Linked DNA regions of Pan troglodytes: region 1 is linked to region 2. A link is a contact called in public HiChIP or PLAC-seq data. All regions are on one chromosome and are shown on one strand. Each heading gives the region's core, a stretch centred on a gene start, on an enhancer-like site or on the middle of the called end of the contact. The rest is flanking DNA. Distances are from core to core; before and after follow the strand shown. Region 1 holds the start of RMND5B (required for meiotic nuclear division 5 homolog B). Region 2 holds the start of FAM193B (family with sequence similarity 193 member B).

Region 1 (2,965 bases), core at 31-2,530, 420 kb after region 2:
CTGCAACCTCCGCCTCTCGGGTTCAAACGATTCTCCTGCCTCAGTCTCCCGAGTAGCTAGGACCATGGGACTACAGGCGCCCGCCACCATTCCCGGCTAATTTTTGTATTTTTAGTACAGACGGGGTTTCACCATATTGGACAGGCTGGTCTCGAACTCCTGACCTTATGTTCCGCCCGCCTCAGCCTCCCAAAGTGCTGGGATTACAGGCCTGAGCCGCCCGGCCCAGAGTTTTCTATCTTTCCTTTTCTTTTTTTTTGAGACGGAGTCTCGCTCTGTCGCCCAGGCTGGAGTGCAGTGGTGTCGTCTCGGCTCACTCCGAGCTCCGCCTCCCGGGTTCACGACATTCTCCTGCCTCAGCCTCCCGAGTAGCTGGGACTACAGGCGCCCGCCACCACGCCTGGCTAAGGTTTTGTATTTTTAGTAGAGACGGGGTTTCCCCGTGTTAGCCAGGATGGTCTCGATCTCCTGACCTCCTGATCCGCCCGCCTCGGCCTCCCAAAGTGCTGGGATTACAGGCGTGAGCCGCCGCGCCCGGCCTGGAGTTTTCTTTTTTTTTTTAAGCATCACTTTATATTTCAAGAGCTCTCAGTTCTCCTGAGATTTCTAGGCTCTGTCCAGGATCCCTAAGCCTGTTCACAGTTCTACTTGAAGTTTCTAATCTTTCTTTTCTCATTAACCCAAACTGGAGAGAGGAAAAAGCCCATCATTTTCCCTGGACAGCAGCGCCTACTGGGAGTTTCACCCGCATTAACATGCAAACGACAGGCAAACTCCTAGTCATCCTTCCAAAGACCCTGCTCCAAAGCCCTGCGCACCTAGGCCGGTGCGCACCTAGCCCAGCCACTGCCCCTCACGGCCCCCGCGCCGCCCTCACTGAGCAGGGCGGACAGCGCTGTAGGCGTAACCACTCGGGGCTTGGGGCTTCTGACCCGGGAGTCGGGTGCTGGGTTGAGTGCGAGGCCGACGCCTCTGCCGGGTGGGGAACCCGCCCGCCGGCGAGGAGCGGTCGCGGCCAGGGGCTTCCGCCGACTGGGAGGCCCGGGGCCGGGCCGGAGGGACTCGGAACCTGGAGACTACCAGGCGCGACCCCCCAGAGGACTACAGGCGCGGCTCTTCTGGCCGCCGCCCGGTTCCCGCGGGCGACTCCACTCGGCACGCGCGGCGGGGAGCCTCGGCGGTCAGGCGCAAAGCCGCGGGCTCGTGGGACGGCCACCCCTCCGCAAAACCGCCAATGGGCGGGCCCGGGCCGCCGATCGCCCGCCGCGGCTTCCGGTTCCGATGACAGTGGCGCCGGAAGCCGGGGCCGGGGCTGCGGGGCGAGGTGAGAGCGTGCGGGCTTGGGAGCCGGCAGGTGCGGGCCGAGGGCGGGCACAGCGGCCGGCGGAGCTGAGGCGCGCGGCGGGGAAAGCTCGGCCGGCCTCCCGGGCCCCAGCCTTCTCCAGAACCCCTGCTACCCACGACTAAGCCCCGAACAATCTGCCCTTGGGCTTGTTCTCTTCGCAGTTGTCGGCCCTGGGCCGGGAGCTGGAGTCCCAGACTCATAGGTCCCGGCCCAGCCCCCGAAGAGCCGCCTCAGCCGGGGGGAGTTGCTCGGACTCAAACGTCCAGTCCTCGTGCGACCGCGCTGGGTCGGAAGTGAGCAGGTGCGCACCGGCCTCGGCAGGGCTTTGGAGCAGGGTCTTTGGAAGGATGACTAGGAGTTTGCCTGTCGTTTGCATGTTAATGCGGGTGAAACTCCCAGTAGGCGCTGCTGTCCAGGGAAAATGATGGGCTTTTTCCTCCCTCCAGTTTTGGTTAATGAGAAAAGAGAGATTAGAAACTTCAAGTAGGACTGTATAGTAAAAAAAAAAAATGGAGGAGGGCGATATGACAGGGTAACTGGTGTGAGGGTGGGGCGGAGGGGTCAGTATTAGATACTGTGGTCTAGCAGAGCATCTCTGGGGACGGGACATTTGCGTTGAGACCCAAATTAGGAGGCAGGCTTAGGAAGATACGGGAAGAGAGTGGTCCAGGCAGCGGGAACAGCCAGTGTGAAGGCCCTAGGGCAGAAATCAACTGAGAGTATAGTCAAGGAACAGAAAGAAAGCTAGTGTGGCTGGAGTATGGTAAGAAAGGGAAAGAGTGGTAGGAGATGAGGTCGGAGAATTGGGGTTTGGTCACATAGAGTCTGTAGGTCAGAGAGAGGAATGTGGAGTTTTTTCTAAGTACAGTGGAAATCTTTTGGTTTTAAGCAGAGGAGTGACATGTAGGGTAGAGAGTGGATGGAGGTCGCGGCTGCAAAAGCACAAGAACTGGCTGGGCACGGTGGTTCACGCCCGTAATTCCAGCACTTTGGGAGGCTGAGGCTGGCAGACGGCTTGAGCTCAGCACTTCAAGATCAACCTGGCCAACATGGTGAAACCCTGTCGCTCCAAAAAATTAGGCCGGGCGCAGTGGCTCACGCTTGTAACCCCAGCACTTTGGGAGGCCAAGGCGGGAGGATCACTTGAGGCCAGGAGTTCAAGACCAGCCTGGCCAACATGGTGAAACCCCGTCTCTACTAAAAATACAAAATTTAGCCGGGTGTGGTGGCAGGTGTCTGTAATTCCAGCTACTTGGGAGGCTGAGGCAGGAGAATCGCTTGAAACTGGGAAGCAAAGGTTGCAATGAGCCAAGATCGTGCCACTGTACTGCAGCCTGGGCGACAGAGTAAGACTCTGTCTCAAAAACAAACAACAAAAAAATTAGCCAGGTGTGGTGGGGAGAGAGGGGAAGAATAGGGACAAAAGGGAATACATAAATAAACACAAAGGAGGAAAGGCCCTGCATGGACCACTTACATGTGTCATGAACTCAGGAGTGTTCATGGTGGGACTACATGGTGCACCTGTAGTCCCAGCTTCTTGGGGTGGGGGGCTGAGGTGGGAGGATCGCTTGAGCCCAGGAGGTCGAGGCTGCAGTGAGCCCTGATTGTACCACAGCA
Region 2 (3,360 bases), core at 550-3,049:
ATGGGGATGCGGATGAAGGTGGAGCTTCTGACACTCAGTAAGTGCTGACATTTTCATTAATTAAAAACCTTATTGTGATCTGAGACACAAAGGAAATCAGCATGAAAACTGGGTTACAATAAGCACGGGTTCTGGACTGATTCATTTTCTCTCTCATTCACCTAGTTATTTTTATTCTGAGTTAGCAAGGCCCTGGGCGAGGCGTGGAAGATCAGAGAAAGATGGCATAGCCTGTGTCCCTGTGGAGTTCACAGTCCAGGGCAGGCAACAGACATATCAACACAATGTTTCATCACAGAAAGGGGAGTGCTACCAGAGGGAGGCACAGAGGGCTGTGGGCACAGAGAGGGCACCTGACGCAACTGGGGAGGTCAGGGGAGGCTTTGTGGGAAGGTACCCCAAACGGCAACCCCACTCACATGCACAATTCCAGAGATTCTACTAGAAGGCTGTCAAGAGCCATGCCTTCTGGCTGCACCAGCCTCCCAGAGTCCCCTGCTGCCCGATGCAGTGTCTGCAGAGCCAAACGCATCTTCCGCCACGCCTCATCCTCATCCGGCGCCGCATCCGACCCTCCAAGACTCCTGCAGGAGCCTGCCTTCCTGGGCAGGCTCAGCCAAAAGACCAACTCAAAACTCTTTTGTCAGAGCAAGCTTAGGGAGAGCCACCCAGCCCCGAGTGCCACAACCCTCCCAGAGCAACCGTGGCCCATGTCACCCCCGCCTCTCAGTGAACATTGGCAGGGTACCTCCCATTATCTCCTTTGCTCAAAAGAAAGTGACCTTCTTCCAGGTGGCAAGCTGGAAGCTTTGGGGAATCCTCCTACTGTTCACTCTCAGCAGGATTCTCCAAACCTGGGATCTCAAGGTCGGGGTGGGCTGCCTTGCGGAGCAGGGGAGGGAAGAAGGGCAGGTTCTGCTGGGTTTCCACCTCAGTGCAGAAACCCCACCAAAAACTCTTCCGGGCAGCCCGGCTGTCTGCTCCAACTGCTCTGCTGGGGATGGCGAGGAGGCGCCAGGAGACACAGCTGCTGAGGGGGCCGCGGCTGCAGGCGCTGCAGGGGACGGAGTGGAGCCGTTCCCGGGGGCAGAGGGAAGAGGCTGCAGTCGTCCAGTCCCAGAGCCCCGAGATGGCCTGTGGCTGAGGGAGCAGGTGGGCCCGGGGGAGGTGGCGGGCCGAGAGCGGAGCTGCGGCCTCGGGATCACAGCCCAGTCCCAGTCCCAGTGTGGGTGTACGGCCGGAACGCCCGGAGGCGGCGGGGAGAGGGGAGCAGCTTCAGCCCAGTCGCAGGAGCGCGGACCGAGCCTCGGCTTTGGGGAGAGGGGTCCAGCCTCCATTCCCGCCCCGGGGGAGAAAGCTTCGGCGCCGGACCCGGGGGAAAGCTGCTACCCCAGCCGCGGCGGGATGGCCCATCCCCAACCCCGCCCCACTCCCGCTCCCGCTCGGGGAAGGTGAAAGCGCCCGAGCCGCCGAAGTCTCCCCGCTCGCTCCTACCTGCGGGCCGGGCACCAGGTTGGGTTCGTCATCCTCCCTGGGGCCGTCGTGGTCGGGCTCCGCCGGCGCCTCCGGAGGGCCTGCACCCGCTCCCGCCTCCAGGCTTGGCGGCGGCGGGGGCTCGGGCGCCTGGGGCTTCTGCGGCCCCGCGGCCCGAGCCCGCTCGCGCCTGCCCGCACCGCCGCTCGGCCTGCTCCGCCTCCGAGTCATGCCGCCGCTCGCGCCGCTCCCTCGCTCCACACGCCGCGCCGCCGCCGCCGCCGCCGCCGCCGCTACCGCTCCCCTCACAGGACAACAGCCAATATGGCGGCGCCCGGTTCCCCCCCTCCGCCTGCTGCCAACAGGTCAGAGGGCACGCGGAGTCCGCGCCGCCGCACTAGCCCCCGAGGCCGCCTGCGCCATTTTGAATAAGGTCACCACCCGGAGTTCGGTGGGAGAAAAACTTGGTGGGGAGACGCCCTTCCCCCCCTACGCGGGACGGGAAGGATGCAACCTGCTGGAGGAACGCGTGTAATGCGGTGGTAATCGCGCTGCACCACCTTAGCACTTAATAATTGCCTGTTAAATGGATGAGTGAATTAATTTCTATAGTGTTACAATACTTTCACACCCATCGTCTGACTCCTTCCGACAGCACAGCGAGGCAGGTACGGATCATTCCCATTTTGCAGGTGAGAAATATTGAGGCAACATAAAGGCCTGGAAAAGGTTGCTGTACATCATTTTGTTGGAACTCCTGGGCTCGTGGACGGCCTGAGTTGAAAGGGACGAAGGTCTTTATTTGCAACATATGGTCTACTGGGAGTCCAGCGTTCTGTGCTTGGGACAGTGGGACTCAAACCCGACTCCTTGTTCCCGAGTCTGATGGGGAAGGTAGACACGTAGGTACATAGTTACAACCGGTGTGATAACGATGAGACGACTAGGTGTTTCCAAAAAAATAGTATGTGCAGGAGAGGATTTTGGAGTGGTACACAAAGGAGAATTTTTAAAACTTAATAATTATGTATTTAATTGTTAAAAATGGAATTTCCCCCCTCTTTTCTTTTTGTGAATATACTGTATAATACATGTACATGGCACAGATTAAAAAAAAAAAAGTTTTGAGTGAAGTCTGTCTCATGCCTGGGCTATGTACTCTGAAATTGTGGTTATATGCAGAGTTGCTATTGGTATCAACAGGGGCGGAATCCTGACACTGGCTTCCTAACCCATGGGGCAAGGGCTATTTTGAAAGGAAGAGCTACATGGAAGGCCCTGGAGCTCTCCTTAACTACCAAGAAAATAAATCAAAAATAGTACCTTATCTCACCCAGGGATTAATGCCACTATCAAAGATTTGAAAGACGCAGGGTGAGTCCCATCACATCACCATTACCTCTTCAGTTTGCCCAGAACAGAAGAGAGGCGGCGTTGAAGAACAACAGAGCATTATGATAAACTTACTTATTCTGGTAAGAACCCCAACTGCAGGCATTCTTCCAGATGCGGTCCTTCTTGGGACAGATCAGCACAGTTGTTGGTCTCTAATAGGCAACAAGAGGTCTGGTCAATGGTTATTCTTCTGTACCAAACACCAGGAGTCCCTTGCATTGATCTGGCAGGGGCAGCGCTAAACCCTCACTGTCTTGCTTCAGGGTATGTCACGCTCTGGACCCAGCCACTTAGTTTACAGGGATTTTTTTTTTTTTTTTTTTTTTTAATGACAGAGTCTCACTCTATCTCCCAGGCTGGAGTGCAGTGGCGCAATTTCAGCTCACTGCAACCTCCGTCTCCTGGGTTCAAGGGATTCTCGTGCCTCAGCCTCCAGATCAGCTGGGATTAGAGGGACATGCTACCACGCCCCCTAATTTTTTTGTATTTTTA

Evidence for each region. HiChIP or PLAC-seq counts read pairs in DNA pulled down with a chosen protein or histone mark.
Region 1: a contact with region 2 is called in an H3K4me3 HiChIP or PLAC-seq map of stem cell-derived excitatory neurons, with 2.4 times the contacts expected there. The contact joins the promoter of RMND5B here to the promoter of FAM193B in region 2. A contact is called at or near these places in 1 of 1 datasets of contacts at active chromatin or transcription factors (stem cell-derived excitatory neurons) and 1 of 1 other capture datasets (stem cell-derived neural stem cells).

Annotation. Positions count from the first base shown.
Region 1 is chr4:175,597,743-175,600,707 of NHGRI_mPanTro3-v2.0_pri, forward strand. RMND5B (required for meiotic nuclear division 5 homolog B) reads left to right here and starts at 1,281. Exons shown (of 11, transcript NM_001280502.1): 1 at 1,281-1,324; 2 at 1,507-1,646.
Region 2 is chr4:175,175,317-175,178,676 of NHGRI_mPanTro3-v2.0_pri, forward strand. It overlaps FAM193B (family with sequence similarity 193 member B), which reads right to left and starts at 1,800. Exons shown (of 9, transcript XM_518137.8): 1 at 1,495-1,800. The coding sequence starts at 1,704.